2 separate regions of the Mus musculus genome follow, and region 2 is linked to region 1. Evidence: chromatin contacts called from public promoter capture Hi-C data. All regions are on one chromosome and are shown on one strand. The core of a region is the stretch at or near the end of the contact, and the rest is flanking DNA. Distances in the headings are between cores, read along the strand shown.

Region 1 (5,471 bases), core at 797-3,296:
TAGATTTTTTTTAGGATAAGTATTTTAGAATGATTTGAGGTCTTTAGTACTAAAATATTTTAAGCAGTGATAATTTTAGAAAGGCCTGGGGATGGCTCAGGAGGTAAAGAGCCTGCTGTCCAGCGTGAGGCCCTAATTCAGTCCCCAGACCCATTGCACAGCCTTGTGACAGTGTGCTCCCATGATCTCAGCGCTCCTACAGCAAGATACAAGATAGAGACAGGAGAGGCCCCTCAAGCTTGGGGACCAGCTAGCCTGGCATCCACAGTGACCTGGCACCCAAGAGAGACCTGTTTCGGGCAGTGTGTTAGCATGTCATCTGACTACCACATGCATGCCATGACACTCATATACCTGTACCCACACGTGTAAATACATATAAATATTATACACAGTACAAAAACACACAGAGATACAAAACAAATATCTCTCTCTCTCTCTCTCTCTCACACACACACACACATACATATACAATAAATAATTTATTGAAAGAAGAATGCAGGCTTGTACTGGTTTTGGACATGCTTCAGAGGGTAAGCAGACTCTTGAGGCCCAGGTGAGAATGCCTCACTCTGAGAAAGGCCTGTCTGCAGAAGTAGCAGCAATAACTTGGCATTGGAATCTTCACATGGCTTTTGCCGAGGCCCCAGTCTGTCACAGGCCTTGCTTAGGTATTTACACTGCTGATTCTTCCCATGCTCCTGGTAGGTAGTTGTAACTGCCTCATTTACAGATGAGGAGGTCTGAACCCACAGACCTTAGGGGACACCCCAGAGCTACATGGCCCTTGGAGGCAGAGTGGTCTAATACCTCAAATGATCTGTTTAGGAATGTGTTCACTCTGATGCACTGTTATTTCTCCCCAGCCAGTGTGGCCTTGAGAACAGAGGCCTGGCTCTGGTCTTGGCATACTGATGACTTTATCTGTCAGGTTGTTAAACCCCTTTATTTTTGTCTTTGTTGGTAATTCGGGTTTTGTCTTGTCTTATTTTGTCCCCCCTATGTTTACTTACTCTGTCCTTTGCCTATTTTGGTGTTTTATGATGTTGAAGTTTCCTCTGTGTGTATGTGGCAAATCTGGTCATTGTGTAAGGCCTTCTAGAATTGTGGAGTAGTTTGAAATGATGTAGAAGCATTCATGTTTCTGCCATCAGCTTCGTTAAATGGCTGAGGCTCTCTCGGAAGCCTCACAGATCGCCACACTCAAACACATCCCCTTTCTTAATGTAAGTGAGAGGCAAAATGATCAGTATAAACAGCAGGTGAAAGTCAGTTCGAATTTTAGATTGCATTGAGAACATGGTACCAACACCCTGCTGAGATGAGAAGCCTTTGTGTAAGAGGGATGGGGCAGGGACCAATCTGTGGGGCATATAAATAATGCAATGGGGATCCAACACTGTACCATATAAATAACTTGGGACGAATCTGTTAGCATTACCCTTGGATAATGCCACAAAGGGCCAAGCAGAGAATTCAACTTTTGGTAAAGATTCTGGGGCTGGAGTAGTATATGGTTGGAGAAAGACTACTGATACTTTGTTGGAGGTGCTGGGGTCAAATCTTGGTGGCTTTTCTTACTCACTGTGTAACTCTAGGCAGGTCCCTGCCTCAGTTTTACTGCTGTGACATAGGGAAAGAACACTAACCATCCTGCAGATCTCAGGTCAGGGGTTAGATTAAGTCTTTCTCCCCTTAGATGCAAGCAAGCTTGATATGTTGGAAGTGCTCAGCTCCTTCCTTGAGATACACATGCTGCTTGCTCTCGAAGTTCCAAAACTATGTATATATTATAATACACACATGCATGTCCACAGTGTGTGTGTGCGTGTGTGTATCTATTCATGTGTCTATGTCTATTAATAAGTATTTTCCACTAGGCACACTTTAGATGTCAGAATCAGTGGAGGCTACAGAGCTGCACTGCAGTAGAAAATGAGAATCTTTTTTGTTGAGTATAGCTGAGTGTTCAAAGTGCAGTGGGCAAAGCATCTTCTGGCACAGAGCGAGTGCACAGTGGTGTTTGCCTTGGCTCCCCTTCTGAGAGGTAGCTCTGCCCGCAGAACCAGGCCAACACTAACTCGGCAGCACCCAGGCTCACCTCTATAAAGACCATATTTACACCGTAGTCAGAATGTTCCACATGAAGAGCAGTTCGGCTACCATGGCAAGCAGATCTGTGTGGTTCCCTCGAGAGAGACAGCAGTGCAGGAAAGGCACAGGATTGAGGCCGAGGATGGGGGAGGGACACAAGATATGCAGCAAGCCTTAGGCCTTGGTACTCTGGGATCAGCCTTGGGAATTTTGAAATTATTTGGACTGGAGTAACTCAATTAATTTGGTTCTGGTTTCTCAGCAATCAGCTAGGGTTGATTGAAGGCAGCGGTCCACTTCGTGATCTCTCCTCTGGCATTTCTGATGGAGACATCACAGGTACAAGGCACAGAGCCTCCATGAAAAACAGGGAGCACTTCATTGGTTGTCTTCCTGGTAAAGGCAAGTTGAGCCTGGCAGCCAGGCTAGACTCAAGTGTACTATTATCTTGTGTGTCCTCTCTGAGACCTGAGGATGAGCAGCCTCGGCTGGATTGGCCCAGGCCCTGTAGCTGGTCCTGATGAGGCAGGGGCAACACTACATCAGCTCACCTGAAGGGCGAGGTAAGAAGCAGGGCTTCAGTGCTGGCCAGCAGGTGTGGCTCCTCTCCTCAGCCTCTGAGCCTCAGGGCGTGGTGGCCTTAGGCTGAATAGAGGGCTTTAATCCTCCTGTCTCCCTAGACATTAAGACACCTTCCTTGTGTGAGAACCCTGTCAGTTCTCATTAATGGTCTGTGCCCGTGAAATCTGTTTGCCAACAGAAAGGACTAGATGTAAAATTGGATCTGGAATGTCCTACTCAAATTTATCCATTTAATGCCAGGGCAAATGTACTTCGTAGGTGTGACCCACCCTGGCCAGTGGCAGGCCCCTGGGTGTCCTGAACAGGCAGGCCTGAAGTCAGACCCTGTAAAAGGACATAAGGAGCAATTTTATCTGATAATTCTTGAGTCTCACTTTTCAGTAAATTTGGCAAAAGTCTTGTCTATGTCAATGGCTACCTTTTGGTGAAGCAGAGTACAAGTAGTGGCCCAACTGCAGGACTCGTTTGCAGGTTGCCAAGTGTTGGCAGTGTGTGTGTGTTGTCTCTTCCTTGCGTGGGGATGTGCACAATCTTAGTCTGTCCTCAGCACTGAGGGCCTTGGGCAGAGAGCGAGCTTGGAGGGATTCATTATGATGTTTGAAACCTAAAACAAAATCTCACTGGCTCTCAGATGGGAAAAGAAAACTACGAAATAAAAATTCATTAGCCTGTGATTAAATGTCCACAAAGTGTATCAACCATCCATCGGGTTCACTGATTGGTAACTTTCACCTCCATAAAAGATGTTATTACTTTGAAACAATTTGTAGGTTAGATTTTTCTCACTTCCCAAGAATTCCTGAGCATGCCTGATGTTGCTGAGAAATCAGAGCCAACCATAAATTAATTGGGTTACTGCTGGCCAAATAATTTCAAAAGCAGAATTATTCAACTCCTTTCAAAATTGTTACAGTAAAACTTATATTGGCTGTGTGAGGCGAGGGGGCTTGAGTGCATCTGATACAGCTCCAGCTCTCCCAAGAGCTCTTAGGGCCCATGAAGGGCTTGCCGGGCCCCAGCCTGCCTGCCTGACCTCAAAATAAATACTACTGCTCTACTAAAGTGCTCAGTGTTAGTTGTTGCAGGCCGGGAAGCATGCGCCCACTCAGGTTTCCAGCAGGCAGCTAGGCAGGAGAAATGGGAGTTTTAAATGGCTTAGGAAAGGGGTGGGGCTGGGGGTGGAGCTCTGAGGCAGAGCTCTTGCTTGTCATTCTCTGGGCCCTGGGTTCAACCACCAACACCATAGGGGAAAAAAGAGAGAGAAAGAGAACAATGTTTAGGCTAGCAGGGTCCTGGAAACCTTACTGTGTAGAGCTGAGCAGCCCTCTGTGCTCCAGGGCTGGAGTCGAGCCTCCTTCCCTGGTGTTGCTGTTGGTAGCCTCCAGGGCTGCCTGGGTGAGGTAGGCACAGATCGGATGAAGGCTAAGTGCAGACACCACAGAAGAACTGATCAGACCCAGGACTCTCAGTCCACAAATGCTTAGCAAGTGGCTGGTGCTCCTGTGGTCAGCCAGTCTATGGACACTTTGAGAGGAAGGGAGCAGCTTCATTGCTCTTCTTAAGGAACCTCTGTTGGCTTTCCCTGTTACCTTTTTATCTCTCACATGCTCACAAGGCTCTCTTTAGCCTCTGGTCTGCCATTTTACTCTGGAGCTGGACCGCAAGCCACTTGGCATGTAATTTGTGGCATTTTGGCCTTTTTCTCTGTCTGCAACAGGACATTTGCCTAGCACTGAGCCTGGTCTTTATGGTTTCCTGACAGTTGCTGACCATGGCTGAGAGCAGATTTGCAGGGCTTCAGCCCTGCAGGGCCTTGTCACCTCTAGAAAGCCTTTCCCATCTCCAGGACGTCTTCATCCTGCCTAGGCTTCTCAAAAGCCTTTGTATATATTCCTGTTGGAGTATAGCATGAGCGTCTGCTCCACATCTCAGAGAGCCTGTCACCAGGTAACCAGACATCTGCCTCCTAGGCCATTTCACCTTTTCCTCAGAGCCCCAGATTCAAAGGCAGCTTGGGCTCAGAGATCTGGCACTGGTGCTGACAGCTGACTCTGGCACCAGACTCCTCCCTTCATTGTCTTGTTACCACGCATCAGGGTTGTGTGAGGTCTGTCCCCAGCAGATGGCAGTGGGCTCTTGTGGGAGCAGGCACCTCTCAGGGCAGTGAGTCTGTGGTAAGCAGACAGGTAAAAGTCCTTCCCCAGTCCACCTGCCACCTGTGCATCTTCACATGAGCGTAGTAAGTTATAGCTCTCTCAGCTCGAGAACCTGAAAAGCAGAGGCCTCCATGGCAGATGGTCATCTGTATCCAAAGCAAACCTTAAAACAAAATCATTTCTGTGGGAATGTCTGTAGCAGACCGTGTGCAGTGGAGGCCCTGAGTGTCAGAGTAGTACCACGTGCTGGCCGTTGGTGGTCTTTTAGAAACTACCCCTAAGAAAATCACATAGGCCACTCAATCTCAACATAAAAGGAAAAGAAATTAATTACTGTCTTTGTCATTTAAAATAGTATTTGATTTTTCCTATCAATTTATTCTGTGTATACAAAATCTTAAAATATTGTATCTAAAGAGGTCAGGATGACTTAAGAAGAGAGCACGGGTGACACATGTGCTTGGGGTCAGCACTCCATCTCCTCTGAGATTCAGGTTTTGCCAAGGCACTCTGGACCCAGTCACCCCTGGGACACTGAAGTTGATGGGCAGTCAGGAAGGAACCCTCTCTGTGACCCATGAGCAGGTCTCTCAGCCCTCCTTAACAAGTGTCTGCCATTTCCTTCATCATATGCCTTGG
Region 2 (5,418 bases), core at 779-3,278, 210 kb before region 1:
CCTCTCTTCCATCACCCTTCCCTAAGCTTTGTCCTTCTAGAAGGTTCTTTTCTTTTTTTTTTTTAATTTATTTATTTTTTTTATTTATATGAGTACACTACAGCTGTCTTCAGACACACACTTAGAAGAGGGCATTAGATTCCATTACAGATGGTTGTAAGCTACCATATGGTTGCTGGGAATTGAACTCAGGACCTCTGACAGAGCAGTCAGTGCTCTTAACTGCTAAACCATCTCTCCAGCACCCTAGAAGGTTCTTTTCTATCTGACACCCCACTCTGCAAGGGCCCCCAAAGTCCACACCACTTTCAGTGATCCCATTGCACTTTGAGCGTCAGCCTATGGTGGCACTTGTCACTGAACTGCAGTCTTTAGAGGTCACCCACTCCTCATCCTCCTGCACCCATGGCCCTGGCAGGACAACAGGAACATGAGCAGTCCTTGTTATTTATTTATTTATTTATTTATTTATTTATTTATTTATTTATTTATTTATTTTGGAGTTAGAGATCAACCCCTGGGCCTGATAGTCTAGAAAAGCGCTCCTACCAAAGAGCATCCCCAGCCCCTCCCCTTGGCATTTTGAAACAGAATCTCGCCAAGTTGCCTGGCTGGCCTTGAACCTTCTCTAACCCTGCCTCCGTATCCAGTAGCTGAGATTGCCTGTGTGTGCCACCACACCTGAGAAGCCACACTGTAGTCATCTCCGAATGGCCACCCCTGGCACAGTTCTGACTCACAGCTAATACATGCTGCCAGCTATCTTCTTATTTATCTTTTCTAAGTACAGATGAGCTGTGTGGTATTCATTCACCAGTTACTACCGTACACTGTTTTTGTTTTGTTTTTCAAAACAGGGATTCTCTGTGTAGCCCTGGCCATGCCTGCTCTCATAACCTTTTTGTTTGTTTGTTTGTTTGTTTGTTTTTAAAATTTTTTTGAGCCAGGCTTTGGTGGCACATGCCTTTAATCCTAGCACTTGGGAGGCAGAAGCAGGTCGATTTCTGAGTTCTGGGCCAGCCTGGTCTACAGAGTGAGTTCCAGGACAGAGAGCTATACAGAGAAACCCTGTCTCGAAAAACAAAACAAAAACAAACAAACAAAAAAACCTTGCGGGGGGGGGGGGGGGGGGAGGGTTGAGGATGTGACTCTGGTGGGACTGAGTTCCCAGCACTGGAGCCAAACACCTTTCTTAGAAAACATGGCACCTGATAAACATAGGAAGTCTCTGGAATTCCTGCTGGCTGAGAATTCTAATGGAAGATTTCATACCAGAACATGTCATTTTGCTACTAAACTGGGGAGATGCCAGTCAGTCGGGTGCTTGCCTTAGAGATATTAGGACCTGTGTTTGATCCCCAGAACCTCACCTGGGAGTGGAGGAGGGGAAGGAATGGGAAAAAGAAATTCCAGCACTGGGGAGGTAGAGACAGGCATGTCTGGCCAGCTGACCTAAGGCAATGAGAGAACTCTCTTGAAAACAAGGTTAGTGGTTCCTGAGGATTCTGGTTTAAGTACAGTCAGGCAGAAGAGGCCAGGGTTGCTATAAAAAAAAAAGGACACACCCTAACAGGGTGGTCCTGGTGCAAGCCTTTAATCCCTACACTCCAACCCTGAGAGTTCAAGGTCAGCCTGCTGGTCTACAAAGAGAGTTCCAGAACAGCCATACTCAGAGAAATCTTGTCTCAAAAAGCCAAAAATTAAAAAAAAATTAAAAAAAAAAAATGGGGGCAGGGGATGTTAACTGTTCATCTCTGCTGGAAATTTGAGTAGAAAAAGCGTACTTCCAGAGAGACTTTGGCACCTTTTGAAGCAGGTATTTATTTGCCTGTTATTTGGTTCTTCATCCAACCCTAAAACTTGAGGCAACTGATCAAGAGTCAAAAGTTAGTTTTGGATCCCTTTCAAATTGTGTTTTCTCCCAATCTGGCCTTTAAGCAATGAAAGAGTGTTTATACTGGAAAGCAGGGAATCTGGGCCAGCCAGGGACCTGTGAGGGATAGCACGTGCAGTGGAAACTGTGTTGCTTGTGGATTGCCTCTGGAGGGGGCACGGCAGGCTTTTTCTGAGTGCCTGAAATTAGAAGAGGCAACTGTGAGGACCGTGACTCATTCGCACTGGAGCCAGGCCAAGGCAGTGTCCTACAGCTCCTCTGGGAGCGGCCAGAGAAGCATCAGGCAATTGGGCAATTGTTCCCACTCTTCCCATGCAGAGGGATCACTCCAGATATTAGAATATTTTACAGAGCCTCCTCCCCACCACATGATGATCAGCTGAATCAAGAAAACTTTACTGTCTCCGGGCTGGGGGCGGGGGGGGGGGGGGTAGATACCCCAGACAGTAAGATGCTTGCCCTATAAGTTTAATCCCCAGAGCCCATGGGACAAAAGGATAAAGAAAGAAAAGAAAAAGCCAGCACTGGAGAGGTAAAGACAGGTACAACACTAGGGCTTGTTGTCTGGCCAGCCAGCCTGGCCTAATTGGCAAGCTCTACGCCTTCCCTGTCTCAAAAAACAAAACAAAATAAAACAAAACTAGGTCAATGGTACTTAAGGAATGACACCTGAGGTTGACCTCTGGCCTCCACCCACATAGACATGTGCACCTGCACACACACACATTTTTTTGTTTGTTTGTTTGTTTGTTTTGAGACAGGGTTTCTCTGTGTAGCCCTGGCTGTCCTAGAATTCACTTTGTAGACCAGGCTGGCCTAAAACTCAGAAATCCACCTGCCTCTGCCCCCCAAGTGCTGGGATTAAAGGCATATGCCACCACCGCCCCGGCCACACACACAATTTTAAATGTCAAAACACTGCTACAAAATCAGCAATGATAAAAAAAAAATAAATAAACAAACAAAAACCCATCCAGTTGACTAGCATTATCACTGAGGACATGTCAAACCCTCTGCAGTATGTATCACAGTATCCAGGGTCCATTCTGAGGTTTAAAAACTCACTCCTTTATCGTGTTGTTGTTGTTCCGAGACAGGTTTCTCTGTGTAGTCCTGGCTGTCCTGGAACTCACTCTGTACACAGGTCCTTTACCGTCTTACTTACTATTGATTTATTTTTTTTCTCTAAGGCAGGGTCTCCGGTAGCTCAGGCTCACCTCGGTCTTGTTATATAGCCAGAGACAACCTGTAGCTTCTGGTCCTCTTGCCTCTGCCTCCTTAGCTGTCTGTAGTTACAGGGATGCACTGTGGTGCCTGGTTTATTTGCTGCTGGGAACCAAACCTGGGACCTTGTCTGAAGGCTAGAGAATCACTCTACCAATTGAGCCACATCCCTTTTCGAGACTTTTTCTCACTATGTTGCCTGGGGCAACTTTAAATTTCTGTGTTAAAGTGATCCTCCTTTGGGAGGCAGAGGCAGGCGGATTTCTGAGTTCGAGGCCAGCCTGGTCTACAGAGTGAGTTCCAGGATAGCCAGGGCTACACAGAGAAACCCTGTCTCAAAAAAAAAAAAAAAAAAAAAAAGTGATCCTCCTGCCTCAGCCTCCCAAATAGGTGGGACTATAGGAAAGCCCAGCTTACCAAATCTTTACAGAGCTCCTGCTTTGGCCCAGGGTCAGGCCTGCAGATGGTGATATCTTTGGAGGTTATAAACATCACTCCAGTAGACCAAGAAATGGGCGTTTTCTGATTGGCCATTTGCTCTGTGTATGTTCCTCAGTTAGCTAAACATTTCCAATCCAGACCTATAAATAGATCTAACCGTCAACTCAAGAGAATAGTCCTCAAACAAAGCTGACTGTGGGTGGCAACTGGCAGACTCTTAGCAGTGGCGAGGATCTCAGCAACCATGCTTCACTGCCCTCAAAAGACCTGAGTTAGAGCCACTTCCTGTGACCGCTGGATAGCTACCCTCATGCTAGAAAACAAACAAACAAACAAACAAACAAAAAAAAACCAAAACTTTATTTTATTTCATTTTTAGTCAACTCAACGTTAACCATCACTCAGGGCAGAAAGGATGAAAATTCCACATGGCCATTCCTGTTTCTGCCTCTCAGAATTTTCTCACCTCAGTTTATTTATTTTATTTCAGCCTGAGTGTATGAATGCACACCAAGTGCATGCAGATGCTCTCTGAGGCCATCAGGCCAGCCCCTGGAGCTGCTATGAGTGACCCAATGTGGGTAACTCTGAAACAAACCCAGTCCCTTGCAAGAGCATCAAGTGCTCTAACTGCTGAGCCACTGCTCCAGCCCAGTCCCAACACCTTTTTTTTTTTTTTTTTTGGTTTTTCGAGACAGGGTTTCTCTGTGTAGCCTTGGTTGTCCTTAAACTCACTCTGTAGACCAGGCTGGCTTCAAACTCAGAAATCCGCTTGTCTCTGCCTCCCAAGTGCTGGGATTAAAGGCGTGTGCCACCACTGCCCAGCCCCAACATCTTTTAAAAACCAAAAACAAAAACAAAAAAACCATAAGGCAGAGACTCTTGTGGCCCAGGATGTCTTTGAGCTTGTGTGATGCTAAAGCTGGCCTTGAACTTCTGATCCTCCTGCCTGTCTCTCCAAAGCACTAGAATTACAAGTATTTACAGGTATATTACAGGTATGTTACAGGCATGTCCTACCTTATTAGGCTTTTCCATATTCCATCCTTGTGGAATTCACCAGAAGAACATACAAATTACAAAATAAGTCAGTATTTATTTATTTTAAAATAAATTAGGCCAGGTGTGGTAGTGCACGCCTTTAATCTCAGCACTCGGGAGACAGAGGCAGGTGGATTTCTGAGTTCGAGGCCAGCCTGGTCTACAAAGTGAGTTCCAGGACAGCCAGGGCTATACAGAGAAAACCTGTCTTGAAAAATCAAAAATAAAATAAAAAATAAGTCAGGCTCCCAAAGGATGCTATATCTAGGAGGTAGAATTGTGCTTTAGGAACAAACAAAAAACTATAGAAGTATCTAATACCAAGCCAGACATGGTAGCCACCTGCAACCCTACTTGCTTCAGAGGCTGAGGTATGAAGATCATGCATTTGACTCTAGCCTGGGCTACAGGTAGACCCTGTAGACCTGTCTCAGAGATTGACATAGACAGAGACTAACACTAAATATGACTCCAGGCACTGGGATGTATCAATCAATTGATGTATTTATTATTATATTTAAGTACACTGTATCTGTCTTCAGACACACCAGAAGAGGGCGTCAGATCTTGTTGCGGATGGTTGTGAGCCACCATGTGGTTGCTGGGATTTGAACTCAGGACCTTTGGAAGAGCAATCAGTGTTCTTACCCGCCGAGCCATCTCTCCAGCCCCCTAATTGGTGTATTTTAAGGCCCCTGCAGTTCTAGGTTTTATTCCCTAGAGAGATTAGGCTGGAGCACACTAATGCTAGGGACTAAGGGTGGAGCAGGGTGGAGCATTCGGGGTGCTGGATGAGGCTCTAGCCTGCAGAATCTGAA

What was found. Promoter capture Hi-C pulls out the DNA fragments that hold promoters and counts their contacts.
Region 2: a contact with region 1 is called in a promoter capture Hi-C map of liver, with 1.7 times the contacts expected there. The contact joins two enhancer-like sites. A contact is called at or near these places in 1 of 39 promoter capture datasets (liver), 3 of 115 datasets of contacts at active chromatin or transcription factors (bone marrow-derived macrophages, embryonic stem cells and pancreatic cancer cells) and 1 of 9 other capture datasets (adipose tissue).

What each region holds. Positions count from the first base shown.
Region 1 is chr2:33,234,341-33,239,811 of GRCm38.p6, reverse strand. All of the region lies in intron 8 of Ralgps1 (Ral GEF with PH domain and SH3 binding motif 1), which reads left to right. The region is part of intron 2 of Angptl2 (angiopoietin-like 2); the gene reads right to left. Among named protein-coding and RNA genes, the nearest start is that of Angptl2, 21 kb to the right of the region's middle. Within about 2 kb of position 2,046, at least 4 of the 459 cell types and tissues checked have an H3K27ac peak or open chromatin away from gene starts, as enhancers often do. A contact at or near this core is called in liver, where this site is marked.
Region 2 is chr2:33,441,206-33,446,623 of GRCm38.p6, reverse strand. No RefSeq gene overlaps it. Among named protein-coding and RNA genes, the nearest start is that of Zbtb34, 13 kb to the right of the region's middle. Within about 2 kb of position 2,028, at least 84 of the 459 cell types and tissues checked have an H3K27ac peak or open chromatin away from gene starts, as enhancers often do. A contact at or near this core is called in liver, where this site is marked.